Linked DNA regions of Sus scrofa: all the other regions are linked to region 1. Evidence: chromatin contacts called from public Hi-C data. All regions are on one chromosome and are shown on one strand. The core of a region is the stretch at or near the end of the contact, and the rest is flanking DNA. Distances in the headings are between cores, read along the strand shown.

The links. A called contact is a pair of places that touch in the nucleus more often than the background predicts.
Region 2: a Hi-C map of skeletal muscle shows a contact between it and region 1, with 8 times the contacts expected there. The contact joins two enhancer-like sites. A contact is called at or near these places in 3 of 47 Hi-C or Micro-C datasets (embryonic fibroblasts and skeletal muscle) and 1 of 2 datasets of contacts at active chromatin or transcription factors (skeletal muscle).
Region 3: a Hi-C map of liver shows a contact between it and region 1, with 2.1 times the contacts expected there. The contact joins two enhancer-like sites. A contact is called at or near these places in 6 of 47 Hi-C or Micro-C datasets (embryonic fibroblasts, epiblast stem cells, liver and 1 more) and 1 of 2 datasets of contacts at active chromatin or transcription factors (skeletal muscle).

The regions. Positions count from the first base shown.
Region 1 is chr3:14,699,324-14,702,991 of Sscrofa11.1, forward strand. All of the region lies in intron 5 of AUTS2 (AUTS2, activator of transcription and developmental regulator), which reads left to right. Among named protein-coding and RNA genes, the nearest start is that of GALNT17, 330 kb to the right of the region's middle. Within about 2 kb of position 2,373, at least 47 of the 83 cell types and tissues checked have an H3K27ac peak or open chromatin away from gene starts, as enhancers often do. A contact at or near this core is called in liver and skeletal muscle, where this site is marked.
Region 2 is chr3:14,103,742-14,107,329 of Sscrofa11.1, forward strand. All of the region lies in intron 2 of AUTS2 (AUTS2, activator of transcription and developmental regulator), which reads left to right. Among named protein-coding and RNA genes, the nearest start is that of AUTS2, 540 kb to the left of the region's middle. Within about 2 kb of position 1,905, at least 7 of the 83 cell types and tissues checked have an H3K27ac peak or open chromatin away from gene starts, as enhancers often do. A contact at or near this core is called in skeletal muscle, where this site is marked.
Region 3 is chr3:14,081,920-14,085,718 of Sscrofa11.1, forward strand. The region is part of intron 2 of AUTS2 (AUTS2, activator of transcription and developmental regulator); the gene reads left to right. Among named protein-coding and RNA genes, the nearest start is that of AUTS2, 520 kb to the left of the region's middle. Within about 2 kb of position 1,277, at least 15 of the 83 cell types and tissues checked have an H3K27ac peak or open chromatin away from gene starts, as enhancers often do. A contact at or near this core is called in liver and skeletal muscle, where this site is marked.

The sequences.
Region 1 (3,668 bases), core at 1,123-3,622:
AAATCCACAGCCACAGCAACACAGGATCTGAGTCATGTCTGTGACCTACACCACAGCTCACAGCCACGCTAGAGTCTTAACCCACTGAGTGAGGCCAGGGATTGAACCCGTGTCCTCATGGATACTAGTTGGGTTCGTTACGGCTGAGCCATGACAAGAACTCTTTTTGGCTGTTTTTGAGACAGCTCTTAAGCAACTGGAAAATCCAGCTCCAAATTCACACTTTCCAAGGCACCTTTTCTTTGGATTTCTTTGGGAGTCAGGGTAGAGAAAAATCTGTTACCTATCTTTAAAAAAAAAAAAAAAATTGGTAGAAACACCCCACAGTGCTACCATTTGGGTTGGGGGAGGTGTTGTGAAACTAGAGAGAGAGTGCCTCTTACTTCTGAAATTAATTGTATTTGGAAGTTGGAGAAGAATTATGCCATACGGCAGGCACCCACTTTTTTTCCCTGGAGAGGTTTTCTCGAGAGGGCCGTGAAATCAAGCAGAGATGGATGTTCAACTTCAAAGAGGTGAGGAATGGACATTGCTGCTTGAAACCAGTCTCCATGTCATTTGTATGTGATGTACATCTCTCCCAGCCCTGTCCCTTTTTCCTCTTTCCCAGTAGCACTCCAGGTGACCGTGGCACTGAAGGGAAATCAGGAGCTCTCACCCACTGGCTCTACCCTAGAACCCTCCCAGTTGCAACCTAGGTCTCTGCTGGCCTGTTTGCCCTGTGCTGAGAAAACCTCAGCAACCTTTCCTATGCACCAAGGAGGGACCCTGCCAAGCTGCAGATGGGGAATGAAAACTCCAGATGTTTGCGGGGGGGGGGGTGTCTCCTTGCCCCCAGGTATGGCCTGGTACTCTTGCAGGGCCTCTGTGGTTGGGGTAGTAGCGTAAGGAGGCCAGAATTCTGGCCAGGGGCCCACCAGACTGGACAGAAGGGAGCTTTGGCGCTCTGGTTGCCCGTGTGTTGCTCAGGGGCATCCACTAGGGGCCAAGTTTGTGGTCATTGAGCACCTCCGCCCTCCCCGCCACCCCTTTCGGGCAGGCGCTACACAGGGCGCTAGAGAACACATGACGGTAAATGTTAGGATGATAGTAATTGTGCATTCAGTGAGGCTGTGGCTTTGCTTTAATCCTTTCCCTGCATCTGGCGGTCACAACCAGCGCCACATTTGTGGATGGAAGGTGTATAAATGACAGTGGATTTGAGGACTAAGGGGAGGGGCACTTGTAACGGCCACTTCATGCGCTGGTATCCTTGAGCCGCTGTGTTCAGCCTTTGACCAGGCGGGGATAAGGTTGGATTAAGTACTTTCTTCGAATACTAGACTCTGGCTGCGCACCCCCCCCCCGCCTCCATTTTCAACAATGTACTTATTGAACACCTACTATGTGCCAGGTGGTTTCCATAACTTACTTTCTCATTTCTCATCACAACTACCCTGAGAGCTGGCTCTCTGCAGATGTGACTGGCCTAGTGGCAATACAGCCCCAGCCTGTGGGCCTAGTGGCCTTTCCCTGCCGCGGCGCAGTCGTGGAAGCCGCAGCTGCGGGGAGGACACGGCAGTGCCCGCCGCGCCCGCCCGCCGGGAAGGCGGCCGTGGGGACCTCGGGCCCGAGCCGCGGGGGTGGGAGGGGGAAGCGACAGCTGTCGAGGCCGAGCCCGGGGACTGCGCCCCCGCGGGGCCGACCCGGCGCCGGGGCCGAGAGGAGGGGCGGCGAGGGGCGGGGCGCGCGGGGCGGGACGGAGGAGGGGCGGCGGCACCGGCGGCTCGGGCTCGGCGCGCCGAGGAAGTCCCGCTCCGAGAGCTGCGAGCGTCTGGAGGAGGCGCGCTCGGCGCAGTCGGGGAGCGAAGTCCGGAGCGAGGGGCCCCTGTGCCGCCGCCGCCCCCTCCCGCCACCCGTCCAGCCAGGGAACCCGCGGCGCCGGCGGCCGATGGAGTTTACTTGAGCGGCGAGCCGGCGGGAGAGGCAGGCGCCCGCGAGCGGAGCGCGGGCCGGAGCCGAGCCAGCCCTAGGCGCTGCCCGTCCGCCCGCGAGCTCCGGCCGGGAGGCGCCGCCGGCCCCGCGTAGCCCGCCCGGCGCCCCGGCCGCTGCAGCGCCGCCCGCGCCGCGCGCCAGTGAGATCGGCTCCGAATAAAGACTCCCAGAGCGTCTCCTCCAGCGCCGCGGCGGTGGCGGCGGGACCGGGACCGGGACTGGTCGGCCCGCGGTGCTGCTGGAGAGGCGGGAGCGGCAGTCGGGGAGCCCGAGGCGGCCGCCGGGGAGAAGCCGCCGCCGCCGCCGCCGCCGCCGCCGCGCGCCCTCCTCCTCCTCCTCCCTCTCCCTCCTCCCCTCCGCACATGGTCTCCTTTGTCCTGTCGCCGCCGCCGCCTCGCTCTTAGCTCCGCGCGCCGCGGCCGCGGCTCGGGCCGCTCCTCTCCGCCTCGCCCGCTCGCCGGCCCGCCCGGGACGCCCCTCCGGTCCCCGCCGTGCCCCGCGGCCCCGCGCGCCGCCGGAGCCGCCCGGAGGCAGCGGGCGAGCGCCGGCTGGGCGCTCCCTCCCGGCCGCCCGCCCGTCGCCGCCGCCCGCTTGGCCTCGGCCGCGCTGGATGTGTGCAGGCGCTGGCGCTCGGCCGCCCCGGAGCTGCCGCCCGTACGGATTTGGTTGGCGTGCCTCCGCTTTCAGACTTTCACCTGGAAAGGAGAGACTCGCGCGGACGGAGCCCGGTCGGAGTTGGGCGTTTTCTCTTCGTGTGTTTGGCTGGCTTTCCCCCTGGTCTCTGACGATCCCCCATCGTGAGCCTTGCTCTGGAACCAAACCATGAACTTGGGGCTGACAGGACTGCTTAACCCTTTACGACCAGGTAATGCAGCCCCGGGGGCGCGGCTCCCTCGCTTGCCGCCGGTGGTCGGGAGGGAGCGGCGGGCCGGGGGTCTTTTGTTGCGGCGGCCGGGCCGGCGGGCAGGGGTGGCAGGGGCGAGCTCCTCGCGTCTGGCGCGCCCGAACCCCCCGCCGCCACCCCTCCTCCCTCCCGCCGCCCGCCCTCCCTCCGCGGCCCGGTCGCCCGCCTTTGTACTTTCCTCCCCTGGCCCGCCGGGCTCCGGCGGGGAGCGGCGGCGCGAGCGGCCGGAGCTACGCGGTCGTGCCCGGGGACCGGAGCCGCCCCGAGGGGCTGCGCCTGCCTCCGGCCGGGGCCTGGCACCCGCTCGGGCTAGAGCTCTGGGCGCTGCGCTCGCTACCGGTGCCGGGGGTAGCGCTTCCCCGCGCAGAGGTCGGGATCCTGGCCCGCACGCGCGGTGCCCAGGGAAGCGAAAGGAGAGCTGGGCTGGGATCGCGGCCGCTGGGCAAAGAACTCGCACCCAAGTTTCGGGGAGGTTTCTCTTTTCTGGTTGCAAAGCCCCTCCGGGTGCGGGTGCGGGTGCGGAGGGCCGTCCGCGGGGTCCGCGAGCGAAGGGAATGAAGGTGGACCTTTAACAGGAGAGGCTGCGTCCCACCCCTGTCTGCTCCTCCGAAGGCTTTTATTCGTTTTCCTCATTCTCCGTGTTCCTTCCTTCAATCTCTTTGACTTATTTAACTTTTCTTTAAACACCAACTACGGCGTCTAGCAATTTTTCAGTATTAACCCCCCCCCCATAAAAAACAGCCAAGAGGGAGCTTTGTTTTTCTATCCTTTCTAGATGCAGCCACTTCAC
Region 2 (3,588 bases), core at 655-3,154, 600 kb before region 1:
CTGTATGCTTTAAGAATTTCTCTATTATTGGTTGTGAACAGTTCGATTATAATCTACACTGGTGTTGTTTTCTATGTTTCTTGTGCTTAGGGTTGTTTAAGTCTCTTAGATTTGTGGGTTTATAGTTTTTGTCAAATTTAGAAATTATTCAGACTTTTAATTCTCTTCAGCTATCTTTACCTAATGAGCCAATTTAAAAATATACTAATAAAGAAGAAATTGTCAAATAGTTCCTCTAGACGTTACTACTAAGTATTTGATGTTTAGAGTCATAGAATCATGCCTTAACAGTTGGTAAAAAAAAACAACAAAAAACAAAAAAAACCAACACTGTTTCCAATTTTAAGCCTTGAGATTGCAGACATTTTAAAGGAAGATCAGGTACCAGAGCCTCTGCCTTTATAATCACATATTTTCCTTTTTGGCCTGCTCTTCTCCTGATGTTCTTAGAAGTTAAACGAGGAATAAATCATCCTCAGACCCGAGATTGGCTGGCCTCTCTGGGTACTGTGGTGGTTGTCTGAGCACCTTCTTTTCAGTTCTGAGTCAGACCAGCGCTGCGTTTCCTAAAGTGCTCTCGACTTCTTCCCAATGTTGTGTTTGTGTGAAGTCTGCCCTCTTCTTAGACTATAAAGTTTAGTACAAAGATCTATAGGTATATACTCTATCCCAGTCCTCTAATTTTCTCTGGTGATGTACAAGGGGAATAAAAGAGCCTTAAATATTGTCTGCTAGTTATCAAGTAGTGGGTATTATTCTCTTAATCTCATTTATATTTTGCTATAGCTATACAGAGAAAGTTCCACTGGCAGCAGTCAAATCCACCAAATTCTATGAGTGTGCTACTTACAGGTCGATGACTAAAGAGATGGCTGTGTCAAAAGCAGACTTTCAGCAGTACATTTTTATTCTCTTCCTTTTCAATAAAACAGCTCTGACAGATGAAAAGAAATCTCTGCTGTATAGCTCAGATTTCCTATGTTAGGCATATTTCAGCCATAAACTTAATTATCATAAGAATTTTCAAATGACTCCAACTTTTTTCTGCACTTGGTACCAGAGAATACCAGGTTCTATTTTTGAGCTGATAAAATCCTCCTTCTGAAAGCATTTGTTTATTATATTACAGCTTCACATGAGCTGAGCTCCATCCTGACCCCGTGTTAAGTGTCTGTGGTAGATTTCATTACATCCATATACTGGAAGTCCTGCCAATATACTGGCAGCAAAATCCTAGTGGAAAATAAATGGCAATAAAAAAGAGAAATGATAGCCTCTGTGAGTGGTGAGGAGCACAGCTTTATTGAGACTGGACAACCCCAGAGTAGTGACTTGGCATGCAGACATGAGCTTAAGAGAGTGTGAGTGAAAGCTGATATTGGAATAACGACTCTGTGGCACAGACATGGGAATAATTTAATTAATTGCACTGAAATTTCTTTGATGAATAGTTATGTGGTGATAAGCATGAGGTCGAACAGCAGAATGAGTTTCAGCTTTTTAATGGGCCAGCACAGCTGCAGTTTTGGATGCCTTCCCACTTTATTTTTCCCTGCAGCTCTCCACCGCTTTACTCATCCACTTCTCTCCAGCTAAGCCTCCCACTAGCGGGGCTCCCTCTCCATGCCTGCCGAGCTAAGGGGCAAGTATATTTGGCCATGGGAAGCAGGCTGGTGACTAGTTTGAAGTAAAAACAAGATCAAACGAAAATTGTGAGATGATTTCCTTATGAGGGCTGCACCTCCCCTCCTCCCCAAATCTCTAGCATGCTTTGCTGCTAAGTTGTATAAAGATTTTAATAAAAATTTTTTTGTCCCTGGAGAAAGAGGCATGTCTTTGTTGTCAGAGAGCTAGAGGGAAATGAGCAATGCATCCCAGCTGGAGCACCAGCATTAATCCCATGATTCGTAGCCCGTATTTTCAGACAGATCAATTACTTATGGCTGTAACCAATCTCTCACCATTTTCTTGCTGTGCAGGGCTCCATTTCCAGACTTGGCAGCTGACATAACCTTCCAACTTGATAGAACTTCAGCTGCAAATCTCTTCAGGTCTGCTGCCTCCATTCATCGCGGTTATACAAATGAGTTGTTAAATAAAAATCAAAAGTCAAAAATTGTGGGAGGTAAACTCTGCTTGGCTCAGTAACACCCGTGGATCTAGGCAACATTCTCAGTTCAGGTTTTTTTCTTTTTTTAACAAGATGAATGATTCACTTGTCTTCCTTCCTTTACTTTTATGGACAGGCTTTGCATGAGAGAACAACCTTCTCTAGAGAGAAGAAATTATCCACAGTGAATGCATTTCTTATCAATTTATAAGTCGAAAGATTAACTCAGAATAGAGAGAAAGGAGATTATGCGGAGACACGAAGGGCATGTACAGGTGAGCTGTGTCTAATGCATTTCACACGGAGTGAGTCACCTCTTTACAGCTGCTAGGCTGCCTAGGCTTAAGGCCAGGAGATTCTGTATCAAAAATAAGTGACCTTGCTAACACTCAGGTGGCAGAGAACATGTAAGCTGTTTATAGAGTATGTCATTGTGTGAATATAGAACTTCTGTCAAGGATCTAAACTCAATAGCCTTTGAGGACTTTACCCAGGATTTATGTAGTGTCTTGAAGACATAACTGCTCCATGTGTTGAAGCCTTCACAGTAATGTCAAGCCTTCCTGGAAGAGGTGATTAGGGGCCAGATGTAGGAAATTATGGAATTTTGTGATTTGACTCACTTAAGACATGCAGATGTGTGGCTGTTGGTAAAGCATGCATTGTTCTCTTCTGTGCTCTCCTTTCTCATTGTCTTCCCATCATTTCCATTCGCTGACATGCAGCCCTTTGAGAACATGTTCATTTTCCCCATGGTAACCAACTGTGAAAAACTTCCAGGAAGGAAAAAAGGAAAATGTGTTCCTCTAGGGAAGATAAATGGTTTAATGTTCAACCTGGGAGATTTGTGCGTATTTATATACATATTTGTGTGTGTGCCATGAGTGCTTGTTTCGTACATTACTGCATGCTTTGGAAGCCTTGTCCTACTTGGGACCCATTAGTGATGTCCTTTTGGAACAGATATTCATGAACTGTGTTAACAATTAAGGAGGTGAATCCCTGCTGGTACAGGCTGACAGCCACAGATTCCCCTTAGGCTTGTCTTACTTTGGATTGATTCTAAAGAAGCGTAGGAAACATGCAGAACATATTTGTTTGATTTGAAAGTTAAAAAACCTGTCTATGCCTGTTTTCCTCCCCATTTTTACTCCAGCCTTTCTTAGGCATCCCACAGTGAATAATAAAACATAAGTCATACAGTACCATAAGGCACTGCCACAACTCTGGCCCTGCTTTGGACTTTGTTTTTTGGTGGATCTGCATTTTATTATGATTCATTAAGGAGAATGGAAAAGACCCACTGGTAGCCATGCATGACAGCGCCCCATCCTCAGAGCCTGCCAACAATGGAAAGTTAGAGAGAAGAGAGTTAGAAATAAAACAGCGGTGAGATTTATAGTTAGTGAGTTCAAGTTGCTTTTTCCCTAGGTGTTCTTTAGTGAAACAAAATGCAGTGGTAGCTTGGAGAAATTATG
Region 3 (3,799 bases), core at 27-2,526, 620 kb before region 1:
TTCCTTGCTTCCCATGTGAAGCCAAGAATCCTTTGTATGAGTTGTAAGCTACAAAGTGAGCACTTTGCATCTTGTTTGTGTGTGAGCGTCCGCACAGGTAAAGGCTTCTCCCCCTTCCCCCATCACCCCTGCAGCTTGATGGACACTGGCAGGCACACCACATTTGGCATTTGCAGATCCGCCTCGTTTTCAGCAGATGCCGTCACCCACCATTTGGATTTACAAGGTAAACAAACCAAGGGATGGATGTTTTTCCTGGCTGCAGAGTTTTTTTTTTCTCCCCCCTTCAAAATGGTTCACCCTAGGTGTCTTTAAAATAGCAAGTTATTCTGCTGGATTTAGATGGGATTTTATATATAAAAATTCCATTTACACACTTAACAGGAGGTTGTGTTTGTAGAGCAGAGTGATTAATAGCCAGGTTCTGGAGTCTTAACCCTGAGCCAGGTTAGGATCTCAGCTTTCCTACTTTCTGGCTGTGTGAATCCTGGGCATGTCAGTTAGGGCCTCTTAGCCTCAGTCTCCTCATGGGCAAACCAGGGATCCTCGCATCTCGTGGAGAACACTCTTAGATAACACTCTGTAGAGTATGAGGACAGTACAAACAAAAAGTGCTCTGAGATTAGGAAAGTCTCAGCTATCGAACAGCACCCCTTTGGCAGTGTCCCTTTGAGTTGTTGTGTGCCTGCCCTCCCTTCCCTTCTTTGGATGTGTTTGTAAACTTGAAGAGAACGGTTCAGAAAAGAGCTCACGTTCCTGCTTGGTCGCATTTCTTCTGTTCTGTGGCTTGACATGATGGATGGTCAGGAGGGCCTGCAGAAAATCAAACCATGAATTACCCTGCCTTGGGTAACGACAATGGTTCGGGTGGCAGCCGCCTAATTTTTCTTTGACTTTTCTCTTCTCCAGGCAACAGCAAATAGAGGGGGAGGCAAGAATATGCCTTTTAATTACTGCGTTCTAAATTCTTGGAATGGGCATCGTCTGTTTTCTCAGGATCAGACTAGAAGGCGTCATTTTACTACAGAAGAGCCAAGAGCCAAGACTTGTCCTGAATGGATGTGGCTTCGGCAAAGCATTTTTAGCTTAAGAAATGAAAGCTTTGGATCGTATTCAGCGTCTGTGCTTCACCAGGCCGCTCTTTATCCTTTTAGTGAGTCCCATTTGTCTGTCCTCTGTCAAGGGCTCGTGTACACCATGCTGATTTAGTACTAACTGGGGAGATTAGAAATGCCTTCCCTGGCGCTGTCAGCTAAACCTGAATCAGTGTCTGTGTACTCTGACCCATCCACTCAGAGAGGTTTACCCTTTGCTCTACTGCTCACTCTAATAGGCAGAAAAGCTCAGCTCACCCCAGCTTTTATACAGAGGTCAGCTCCAGAAATAGCTCCTTTAACACAGCAATGGAAGCAACACAAATCCAGCCAGCAGATAGTATACAATGGCTGCTTTTAGGCCTTGGAACAAAAGAAAGTAGTTTATCTTGTCTGCACACCGCTCTACTGATACTATTTTCTCTTTGCTGGAGAGTTTATCATTGCTGGGAGCCAAGGCCTAGATTTCCTTCATTCAAATGCCTTCCAAGGGGGAACTGTTTGGTGCATGGGTCATTGTGTTTACTCAGGATTGTAATTTAGGGGTAATTTGGTCATATAGACCCAAGGGTAAATGTGATATTTGATTGATCCGGATGGAAGTCACACCTCCAAAATGCATGGTGAAACTCTTTCAAGAGTCTTAACCTGGGGGATGTATGTCCCCTCTTGAAATTTTGCCTTAGAGCTAGCAATTCTAACCTTACAGCTCCATATGACTTTCAAAACCATGTGAACTTGAGCTGGTAATATCGTGAGTTGCTTCATCCTCTGTTCCTGTCTCCTCAGGTAGAAAATATTACTTTATCAGTGGGTTACATTTCTTTCTCCTCCAAGATTTAACTTAGGGTCTGTTCTATTCATACTTAAAGCCCAGAGCAATGGTAGGTACTTACTAATTATTGAATAAGTGAGTGAATGAATGAATAGACAAATGATTGAAAATGAATGAATGGCAAAGTGAACAAAGATTTGAAGTATATGCCTGGGCATCTCTTTATGTTTGTGTGTGAACAGCGCCCTAATATAGCACCTGAGCAAATAACTTTGAGGAACTTATACTGTCTCATCACCTTCATCCGACTTTCCTATCAACACCAACCAGACACATTTTGGTGATGTATTATTGCATTTCACTTTTTATTTCTTTGCCTCCCCCATGATAAAAAGAAAATTAAACAGCCAAACCAGTACATTAAATGAACTGAAAGCAAGGTCTCATCTATCTTTTGTCTAGCAAAACTCAAGGCAAAAAATGTTGTCTTGGCTAAAAACTTTGTTGGCCAGATCCTTTTCTGAATTATATTTTGACTAAAAAAGAATTAAGTCTTATAAGCTCAGTTGATTGCTTCAGTGATGTTGCTGACAGATCTTTGCATTCTGCAGGAATAGTTGGTGCCATAATAATAAAAAATAAATGTAGATAATTTTGCCGTAATTTCAAAGTGATTTTGTAAAATCATGGTTCAGAATCACTTGTAGGATGTGTTGCAATTTTTACTTCAGAAGCACATACTTATAAGGCAATTGAAGTTACTTTTGACTAGTTTCTCAAGTGATTGATCATAAATTATGAAATTTTAACTTATTAAGTTATTTTAAAAAGAGATAATTTTAAAGCATATGCTGTTTTATTTTGGAGATAAATAGTCCTTTCTCTCTACCCAGTAAAAAGAGTTTTGATTTTCATTTCTCTCAAGGGAAGACAAATATTTGAGGTTATCTTTGATGGAGGAAATAAAAACTGGATGTCTTTTGTCTGTGTATAATAATCACCCTTACCAACTATTTCTCAAGTTTCATTTAAAAACCTTACTTTCCAGATCTTAACCCAGGGGATAATTTTAAGAATCTCAAAGTCTCTTTTATTTTTTCTTAAACTTTTTGAAACTCACTTTCTTATTTCCCTGAGAGTCTTCTTTGGAATGAGGATAATAATGATAATAATATATTTATAATAATATATAATAATAATTATTATTATTATTAATTGTTTTTTAGGGCCACACTCGCAGCATATGGAAATTCACAGGCTAGGGGTCAAATCAGAGGTGCCGCCTACACCACAACCACAGGAATGCAGGAGTTGAGCCACACCTGCAACCTATACCACAGCTCATGGCAATGCAGGATCCCCAACACACTGAGCAAGACCGGGGATCAAACCCGCATTTTCACGGATACTAGTTGGATTCGTTTCCGCTGCACCACAACAGGAACTCCAAAGATGGGAATTAAGTATCTAAGAGTGTAGTACATGTAATATGTAAAGAAATGCAATTAAAAGTAACAAAGAGATGCCATTTTTAAACTTATTAAATTGACAATATTTGTAGAAATGATACTAGTCACTGCTGGAAAAAGTACAGTGAAACTGTCGCTTTTACACAAGCCTTTTTATGTTTTAAGAGTCTACACAATGTTAACATCTTTTGATCTGTTAATTCTTTGTCTAGGACAGTTTCCTGAGATAGCAAATTGGATGTGAAGAAAAACGTCATGCAATCTCAGTACCCTATATCATGCCAATCAATACACAGGTTATGTTATTTTTATATTTTGGAATATTTTTTCAGAGGTTAAATGATATATTCCAAGAGTACAGAGAAAAATATTTACAATATGTTAATTTATTAGAATTTTATTTAAAATACATGCACACACAGAATTATTTGAATTTTATACAGAAAAAGAGAAAGAACAAG